Regions from separate parts of the Cricetulus griseus genome. Here region 1 is linked to region 2. A link is a contact called in public Hi-C data. All regions are on one chromosome and are shown on one strand. Each heading gives the region's core, a stretch centred on a gene start, on an enhancer-like site or on the middle of the called end of the contact. The rest is flanking DNA. Distances are from core to core; before and after follow the strand shown. Region 1 overlaps Ca3 (carbonic anhydrase 3). Region 2 has its middle 280 kb from the start of Ca2.

Region 1 (5,129 bases), core at 1,709-4,208, 290 kb after region 2:
AATTTTCAGAAATATAGCATCTCTCCATTTCACAAACACGGAGACTATAATGTATTTGCACCCTTCAGCCTAACAGCCTGCCAGTGTTGCTCTACTTTGTAGGCTTTTGAGCATGCCATTATCTGAACATTATGAAACACTTAATTTACATCGCTGTCACCCCACTTTGAAATGTTAAGATACCCGCAATCACACCCAGAGGAATAAGGTTGGCGTATTCTGGAGCCTTTTCAGATGGCAGCTCCTGGCACACTGCTTGCAAGCTACAGAAGCCTGAAGTGCAATTGTTTGGAGGCCTTGACCTAATCTGGAAAATCATGGTCCCTTGAATGCAGAAGCATGCCTGCCTTCAATACTCCAAAAGAAGTTTATTATGACATCGTATTATCAGGGCGGGCAGGGGGGTGTTCAGATGGTTGATTGTCACGTGCACTATTCATCACTGACAGAGATGGCAGACTAGACACTGTAGAGTCTCCACCTATAGACAATGAAATTATTTTCAAGAAGATGTAAACTAAGAGGAGCAAAGGTGGTATTAGTATTACTATTCAAATTACTGTGAAGTTAGAGAGGCTGAGCCTTCCCTGGACCCCTCTGTTTTCATGGCATCATCTGTTCATACAAAACTTGGCAAGTGGTTATTATTTTTTATTTTTTATTTTTGCTGGACAGAGTATAAAGTGACAGGCAAATGCCAGTGGCAGGAATAGTGCCTATGCTTTCTTCATGCTTATGGTCCTGGGAGACAACATCCTCCACCCTTGTTTGCCCTGTGTACTAAAATAATAACCACTCCTAACCAAGGGGGACCATGTGCCTCCCCCACACAGCACAGATAATGGTTACATTCTTCACAGGGTTCTGAACATTGCCAACTAAGTACCCTGAGACAAGCAGCTTGTGTATTACTACTAATGATCAGAGCTCCACACCTCCTAATTTCAAGGGATTTAATTAACACATCCTCTTCACACTGACCAACCTGGTTTTACCTCACCCAAGTGGTAATCTATTAAATAACTTTAGCCTCACAGGACTTTGTCATGTGATTTGATTTCCAGTGTCTCAGGGCTCTCCTGACCCAGGGCCATTTTCACTCTTTAAGGCAATGTGCTGATTGCTGTCCTGTTCTACAGTAGCTAACATATAGACCACTGAAGGAAGCAATGAAAGATAGCCGAAACCTCTGACTGGACAACTGCATTTTGTGTTTAGAGATATTAAATGTAGTAAAACGTCAAATATATGCTTTCTATGCTGTTGGGACAAAGCATGCTGAAGTACACTTTTAGAAAAATGATATAAAAAGGTGTTGTCTTCCCTAAAAGGAGTACTGGCTGTTTGCACTGGCCTGAATGCCAGAATCCTATTCAGCTTGGACTTGACCCACATGATGAGACTGACCAACAGCCACTGCTCAGGTCTACAGTTCAGTTAGATGCCCTTACAAACTGCCTTGCCCCCTTTCCTAAAGATATAGCATCTGCATTTAGAACTTGAGTCATTTATTGTTTCCTTCAGTTACAAAATAAACTTGGAAAGTTTATCATTCTGGGTGTCCTCCATTTTTTTTTATCATGTATAATGCTTTTCCAATAATTACACAAACACAACATAATCTTGTTAGAGGAAATAAGCCAGACTCTGAAAGACAAATACAGAATATTTTCTTTCATATGTGAAACCTGGGCTTAAAATTATATATGTGTGTGGACATATAGAGGGTCTCAAAACTGGAAGGGGGATCTTGAGGGGAGGAAGAGAGAGCTCTTAAAAGGGGAGGACAATGGGATTCCTGTGACATTAATGCAGAAGAGGGGACTGTTGGAGGGCAGATGTCATAGGGAATGGCAATGATGGAAGGGCTGAATTAAAACAAAGCATAAAGACTTATCTGCAGGTAAATGCCAAAATTAATCCTGTCACTTTATATGCTACCTTAAAACAAGTATTTTAATATAAGTCTTCAGTGTAAAAGGGGAATACACACACTTTTCATCTGCATCCAGTCTTAATGGTTTCTGTGAGCAGTACAAAGTATTGGCTTCAGTTGTCATCCATTCCTTCCTGTTCTAGGAATCATTCATTCCAGACTCAAATTCAAAAGACACCAGAGACAGTTTTTATTTTTATTATGATGATGATTTTAATAGGCATGCAAAGATGAAAGTAGTGAAATAGAAAAGAAATGACCCTGCTTTAGGCAAAGAAAACCATTTTTATGAAGAAGAAATTCATATGCTGGATCAAACATTCTAAAATACATGATCGTGTGTGTGTGTGTGTGTGTGTGTGTGTGTGTGTGTGTGTGTGTGTTACAGACAATTAAAACCAGGCAAACATGGCAGAAAGCAAAATTTCAATGGGTGATGGAGTTTTGCTGATATTTAAGAGTAAAACACAGTGGTCTTAACTTGTGCTTTCACTTAACTGTGGGAGGGTCGGCACACATCTCCATACCCACAACCATGACTTCTGTAGTGTTGGTAACTCGGCTGGAAAACAGGAGTCCTGAGGTTCTGAGAAATGTAATATGCCCAGTAAACCACTATTCTAAATCTCTAGTCTTCAATCTATTTCTTCCTCATTGAACCAATATTAGAAATACTAATTTTATAGAAAAGTGGTTATTACAAACATTAGGAGTGAAATTCATGCTTCTGGGTTAGATAATGTCAAAAGGCATTGCGGTTTCATGTGACTGCGTCTTTTTCTTCAGAGTGTTGGAAAATAGCTTAGAGCACAGAGCACCAGGGAGAGGCAGGCGACTCTTCAGGGCAGGTTTTCTTTCCTGCAGAGGGCAAACCCGGGACCTCACTTGAAAGAGGCCCTCACCACCCTACCCTTGACCGGCTGCGGGGGGCGCCAATTCCCCACCAGAGGCACCGGGGGCTCATTCTCCGTGCTGGCGAATAGACTACGCAGCTTGGCCATCTGCAAGGGGAAGAAGCAGACTGTTAGAAACCGCAGGCTTTGCAAGCAGGCCAGGCAAACCACAAAACCAGTCTCCAGGGATAGATAGGTCGTGAGCTGGCAAGAACCAGTTCATAACATAAACATTTCCTTACTCCCAGGACCCCCTGCTCTCTGGGCAACCGCCTTTCCCACCAAAGTTCTTCTGAGTTGTAAATTGGGGGGATCAGTATGAGGTATACACTTTACATAGAAGGGGATGACGGTTTACTGTATGCCTGTAAATAAGAAACACCTTGATAGGCTTCCACTGTGTAATCAACTCAAGTATTTATGAGACTACTTTAAAGGACAAGAAAGAAGTTAAAATCGGGCTATATGTTAAAATGTTAGCTTTTTTCCCCTTAGAGGAAGAGAAAATAGGAAATTCTCATAAAAATATTATGCCTTGGTAATAACCTAGATAGTTCAGTGTGTAAGGATGGCAAGCCTGACAACCTTTGATGCGCTGAAACCACAGGGCGCAGGGCTGCAAGTTGTCCACTGATCATCACACGTGTGCTCACACACATGTATACACACACATGTGTTATACTTTTAATGTTAATATATTATGCTTTAGTGATAAAAATTGTCTTATAGCTTTCTTCATTTAAAGACTGTTAAAGCTAATTCTTATTTTATTTGTTTTTAATGTTGATTTACTCTCGGGTTCACCCTGGAGGGAACATATGAGCCCCTGTCTTAAGCCAAGGAGTCAGGCTGGTGAGCTGATCTTGCTGTGATACATCCATGTTCCAGGCTGTGAGCCCTGTGTGGTTCACTTTAACTATGTTCTCCATGTCTACACCCACTTAGCTTTCCTTGAAGCCCTATCTTATACATGTTGCCAGTCCATTCTTTAGATGAATGGAAGTAGGGCGGGAGTGAGAAGAGCAGCCAGGGACTCTTGAAAGCAGACAGATTGTGATTGGGATGAGGAGTTTGTGCTTGCTTGTCCTTGTGGAGAAATTGGTTTGTTTCAGAATCTGAGCCTCAGCTTCTTTCCTGGTAAAAGCTGGAGGAGCACAGCACTCCTCCTCAGGCCTGAATTCGCCACCTCATCTCCTAGCCAGTCCTCACTCATACAGAAACCCAGTTCAGGACCCCACCTGCTCTTACAAGACTGCATTGTCCCATTACCCTTGGGAAGCTCCCTTGGATAAACAGGCTGAGGGAATTTCTAGAGGGCAAACTGTGAGCCCTCTGAGGAACATACCAGCGATCTAGCTTTCAGTGTCTATGGGTTGGGCCTTTAGCATGTGCCTTCAGTCCACAGTTCACACACAGGGCTCTGCGGCTGCACTCACCTGGTCTGAGCTCACGGTCATGGGCTCCTTCAACAGCAGCCACACGATGCACTCCTCGCAGGGTGGCGTGGTGAAGGAGCCATGATAGGTCCAGTAGTCGCGGCAAGCAGGAAACAGGCAGGATGGGTCGAAGTGGGTGAAAGGAGCCTCCTTGCCCTGGAACACAGGCGCAAGTACTCTAAGAGAACACGAGCACTCAGCGCCCCCTAGAGGCCTGACTTATTCACTCATGAGAACAGATTTCAATAGCAAAAAGGAAAGCAGACATTTGAACAGGTTCTGCCCCTTCACTAGTAAACCTCTGATGATGGAAAGGAATCTGCTTTATGTTCTGACTTGGTCTGTTCAAGTCACTGTAGTATTGTATTCCTTGTTTTCACGGTGAGTGGGGCTGTGATTCTGTGCTTTCTCACAGGGCACACTCAGACCGAAGAATAAATACTTCTTGGAAGTTGACTTGACTTGAAGACTTTCACTTTAGTACATTTCATGCTCAGAATACTCACTTATTCTAGTGTCCACACTTAAAAGCAGCTACTTGGAATAATCTCAAAATAAACAACTAAAATGTGTCAGTTAGAGGAGTTTACTGTTAATAGTGTGTGTGTGTGTGTGTGTGTGTGTGTGTGTGTGTGTGTGTGTGTGTGTGTGTTTGCGCGCGCGCGCGCGAATGCTACCAAGAAAGGACAATACCAGGATTGAAAGAGTGATAGTGAGTGGCCTGAAGAATATCAACCATCCTGTGCCCACCATGGAGGGAGGAAGGAGACCCTGAAAGGTCTCACAAACCTTCCTGGGGAAAGAACTTATCTGCCAGGCTGACTGACAAATGAAGTAACAGATGTGAAAATGCTCTAAGGACTC
Region 2 (5,147 bases), core at 2,567-5,066:
CCTCCTCCTCCTCCTCCTCCTCTTCCCCCCCTCTCTCTGTCTCTCATGATCAGTTTTTCCTAATCATTATGTCCTCTCTGAAGAACTGTGTATAAACTCTCAGAGCACCAAGCCTAAGTCAGAACATTGTCCTGGCAGGTATATTTTCAAATGTTTAATTTTGAAACATGCCATTCCTATCAGGCAGCACCATTTCTGTGTGCAGCACTCCTCCCCACCCAATCCCCATTTTATCTTCAGTTTCAAGACTGCGTAGAGATTCTGGAATTGGGCTAATCCATCAATTAAAGGGACAGAGTCAAAGGAAAAGGAGATTGAGAAAGGGTGCCTCAATCTCAATTCAATCCCAAAAACTTGATTCCTAGATTCTCCTGGATGGATTTTTTCCTTCACTACTACTACTACTACTACTACTATTAATTCTTCTTCTTCTTCTTCTTCTTCTTCTTCTTCTTCTTCTTCTTCTTCTTCTTCTTCTTCTTCTTCTTCTTCTTCTTCTTCTTCCTCTTCCTCTCCTCCTCCTCCTCCTCCTCCTCCTCCTCTTCTTCTTCTTCTTCTTCTTCTTCTTCTTCTTCTTCTTCTTCTTCTTCTTCTTCTTCTTCCTTTCATCACTGCCCTTTGCCTGAAAGATTGTGATCTTCTCTGTTTCTCATAGAGAACAAAAGAAGTTCATTACACATTTACAGTTCTGCAGTAAACACAACAGAAAATCACGTTATTTAACTCATCTAAAACTATCAAAGATCTATGTTGGAGCTTAAGAGGATAAAGATTCAAAAGAATGAGGATTCAAGCTTGGGATGCACAGTCCTACCCAGAAAGCTACTACAGCAAGAGCATGTTAGCTCCTCCTTCAGGCCAACCCACAAAAGCTATCATATTAGAATCTCTACTGCTCATATCTTTGTGTCCCTCTCTGAAAAATTCAAAGATGCTGAGCAAAGAAAATATATCTTTGAGCAGAGACAATACAACTTCCTCCTTTGCAATTTGCGGGTCCTTCATTTCTTTTCCTTAACTAATTTTCTTGGGCAGGATTTCCAGCACTGTGTGGAACAAAACTGAAAGCTGAGGAAATATTCATCACAGTGTGAATGATGACGATCTAGAAGCTGGACTTTGTTGAAAAGATCTCCTTGAATTGCTGATGCATTCTTTCATTTCTTCTTTTGAATTCATCTACTGTTTATTGCATGTGTAGTATTTTCCTAGGCATTGTCGTAGGTACTAGGGACAGACTAGGATTGGTATTTAAACAGAATATGGATATATCCATGTTGATGTATTAAAACTATCAGTTCTGATTCATCATTGCCTCTCTTGTACTGGTGTTTAAATATTGCACTAACTTTGATTGTAAAGATGTGTAAGATGAATTCCAAGCCTCAAGCAGTGTATAATATGATAGAAAAGCTAGTCCCCAAAACAAATAGATATGATGATAAAATAACTGCTGTTATTTGTCTAGCACTCAGTGGGTTATTAGAAGACATTTGTTTGCAGAGTTGCAGGAAGACTCATAATACTAGTAATTGGAAAAGCAAAGGAACCTAGCCAGTCATTTACCATTTTCTCTTTCTCTGAGTGGCTGAGTTTTATTCTGGGCTTTTAATTTTGTTTGTTGTTATTTATTTATTTACAGATTTTTGGTGATACTTAGAATTGAACCTAGGACCCAGAGGATATTAGGCAAGAAGTCTACCACTGGATACTAAACCCATTGCTTAACACATACTAGGCAGGTGCTTTATTACTGAACTCTGTCCCCAAACCTACATCCTTAATTTCCATTATTAAAATAATGAATCCATGCAGAAAGCAAAGTCTACTACTTTAATGACCAGGACTTGCTAGAGTTTTCTGACCTGCAAAAATTTCTTGCTCTAATAAATTCTTGGAAATGATTTCTTTTCCCAGGGCTTGTGTAATCCCACATGCTTGACTAACTGCATAATGAGAAAAAGAAAATGGCAAATGACTGGCTAGGTTCCTTTGCTTTTCCAGTTATCTACTATGATGAGTCTTCCTGCAACTCTGAAAACAAATGTCTTCTAATAATCCACTGAGTGCCAGACAAAGTAGAGGCTCGAAATGTAAGAATTACACAGATGCTCGTCCTTTACAAACACACAGATAGTAAGCATGATTGAGTACAAAGAATGCATGTTGAGAAATCTGAATAAATGCCTTACCTCATCAGATTTTCAATGAATCTTTTAGGAGTTTACTCTTAAGTGTTATGAGAAAAAAAGAGCATAGCACAAACATTTTAATCTCCCCTCAAAGAATCCAGATTTTTTCAGTCTATAAGGATGAAATAAATGATACTTCATGCAAGCCACTTGAAATATGATTTTTTGATCAGTTAACAAATGAAAGAGGAGAAGAAGGATGAACAGGGGGAGAAGGAACTGACAGCAGTGGTATAAACAGAAAGATATAGAAAGAGGAAGTAACAGCATTTATTTGACCTACTTTGTTGGGTTATTGGATTTTCACTTATCATTTTTTTTTCACTAAAGGCCTTGGACATTCCATATTGCATTTGTTTTTCAATCTTTAATTAGCTCCATGTTTATGTTACAGGCGACAATAGCTATGAGTCATCCTATACATTATGCACAGGCCCTGCATGTTTTTAAGGAATTTCCAGTTCTGTTAGAATGCACATCAGTGAGCACATGCAAGCTACTTAGCATTACTGTCAGCAAGATGACATGCAAATTTGCAAGTGGTGATTTCTGAATATGAGTTTGGAAGTATAGTTTTTCCATCTCAGACACTCTTGTCAAAGGTCACTTGGGGAACACTAGATTATCAGTTAAGCCATTTAAAAGAGAAACAGCAGTCCATTGATCACAGGTCCTGAAATGCTTGCAATTAAGTTCTACATTAATAAGTAAGGTTGCAAATGCCACTGAAAACTGATTACTGTAAGATCTTTCTCCTGTCTCATTCCTAGACTAAAACACCTGTCTCTGTGGTGATAGACGAAGGTAATTGGTGAGTTCCCCTGGATGAGACATATGAGGCATATCTGCATTGAACAAATAACAAGTATTATTACGGGCTTTAAGAAATATTTTATATTAACGACTTTCTTTCATAATATGTCTTACTGATGATAGGAACTAGGGCCAGGCAAAATCAGGAGGTAACTGTGGCAATTTATATTTTGATATAAATATATGTTGCACTCTAAGAGATTATCTTTCTGGACCTCACAGCCAGAGTTAATATTACTATGCCATGAGGTCACTCACAAATTTAGACTGATACCCTACTGTGTGCTCAGCCTGTTAAGAGAATAACATGCTGGGCAGTGGTGGTGCATGCCTTTAATTCCAGTACTCAGGAGGCAGAGGCAGGTGGGTCTCTGTGAATTCGAGACCAGCCTGGTCTAAAAGAGCTAGTTCCAGGACAGCCTGCAAAGCCACAGAGAAACCCTATCTCAAAAGCACCCCCCCCCCAAAAAAAAGAGAATAACATAACAACCATCATTACTTGCCTTGGATTTCCAGTATAATCAGCTTTTGCAACCTATGCTAATGTATCGCTGCAATCTTAAAATACATAATCTTACATGTACATAAAACAGAGAGCATTGCATGTGCATTCTGTTAATAATTCTCTGGGAACAGAAAATAGGCTAAAAGGGGCCTTGTAAAATGAATATCCACCATAAATGCTGAAACGGTATTCAGGTATTGGTTGATTAGTGTTTGTTTCTTAACTGGGTCACACGGAGCCAGTGACTTAATCCCTTGTAAAACACTGCTAAAGATTGCTGTAAAGTATCCCACATTCCTTCCTCATGAAATGCTTTCTAGGTTGTTCATTAAAAGAGAGAGCAAAGGCCTTTGTTAAGGGTATTCACACAGAGAGTCACACAGGCACAGACACAGGGACAGATTCTCTAGACAGAATTCAAGAAGGCACAGATTCGGATTCATATAACCCTCAGGCAGTGGCAACAGCAGACACAGGGAGAAAGAATTAGAGCATGGGCTGATTCTTGTTTTAAATAACAGCAAAAGGAAGTACTTTGACTTCTGTGCTCAATTTGACATGCACATATGGTTGGTGACTATGCAGAGTGAGGTCTTCCATTGGGGATCTTCCAAACTGTCATATTATTTGGAGCAGGGCCTAGACCCTCCCCCATGTATCAAGGTTGAGAGAGTATTCCTCTCTGTGGAGTGGGCTCCCAAAGCCCATTCGTGTCCTGGGGATAAATACTGATCCACTACCAGGGGCTGCTTAGATTAACCAGACCTCCAAACTGGCATCCTTGTTCAGGGGGTCTGGAACAGTCCTATGCTGGTTTCCCAGCAATCAGTCTGGGATCCATGAGTTGCCCCATGTTCAGGTCAGCTGTTTCTGTGGCATCAGTCTTGACCCATTTGCTCATCACTCCTCCCTCTCTGCAACTGGATTCCAGAGTTCAGCTCAGTGTTTAGCTGTGGGTGTCTGCTTCTGCTTCTTAGTTGAGGTCATCCTTGTAGATCTCTGGACATTTCCCTAGTGCGAGATTTCTCCTTATACCTATAATGTTTCCCTCTATTATGGTATCTCTTTTCTTGCTCTCTCCTATTCTTCCCCTGACTCAATATTCCTGATCCCTCATGTCCTCCTCCCCCCGCCTCTTCTACCCTTCTCTTTCTTCTAATGCTCCCCTCCAAGTACTCCCAATTTGCTCAGGAGCTCTTCTTGTCCCTTTCCCCTTCTCTGGGAGACCATGTATGTCTTTCTTGGGGTAGTCCTTGCTTCCTAGTTTCTCTGATGGTGTGGATTTTAGGCTGGTAATCCTTTGCCCTATGTCTAATATCAATATATAAGTGATTACATACCACGTTTGTCTTTTTGTGACTGGGTTGCCTCACTCAGGATGGTTTCTTCTGGTTCCATCCATTTGCCTGTGAATTTAAAGATTCCATTGGTTTTTTTTCTGCTGAGTAATAGTCCATTGTATAAATGTACCACATTTTCTTTATCTATTCTTCAGTTGAGGGGCATCTAGGTTGCTTCCAGGTTCTGACTATTACAAATAATGCTTCTATGAACATGGTTTTTCCCTTTGTCAGTATCTAAGATCTCTGTGAAGCCATACATTTGAATAGTGTGTTGTAGTGTACTCAGTGTCCATA

The links. Hi-C and Micro-C count contacts between places; a contact is called where the count stands out from the background.
Region 1: a contact with region 2 is called in a Hi-C map of the CHK-Q cell line, with 6 times the contacts expected there. The contact joins two enhancer-like sites. A contact is called at or near these places in 4 of 8 Hi-C or Micro-C datasets (the CHK-Q cell line, the CHO-K1 cell line, fibroblasts and 1 more).

Annotation. Positions count from the first base shown.
Region 1 is chr2:134,236,078-134,241,206 of CriGri-PICRH-1.0, forward strand. Ca3 (carbonic anhydrase 3) reads right to left here. Exons shown (of 8, transcript XM_027398736.2): 7 at 4,266-4,421; 8 at 2,103-2,937. The coding sequence ends at 2,818. Among named protein-coding and RNA genes, the nearest start is that of Ca3, 9.0 kb to the right of the region's middle. Within about 2 kb of position 2,959, at least 2 of the 6 cell types and tissues checked have open chromatin away from gene starts, as enhancers often do.
Region 2 is chr2:133,941,370-133,946,516 of CriGri-PICRH-1.0, forward strand. No RefSeq gene overlaps it. Among named protein-coding and RNA genes, the nearest start is that of Ca2, 280 kb to the right of the region's middle. Within about 2 kb of position 3,817, at least 1 of the 6 cell types and tissues checked has open chromatin away from gene starts, as enhancers often do.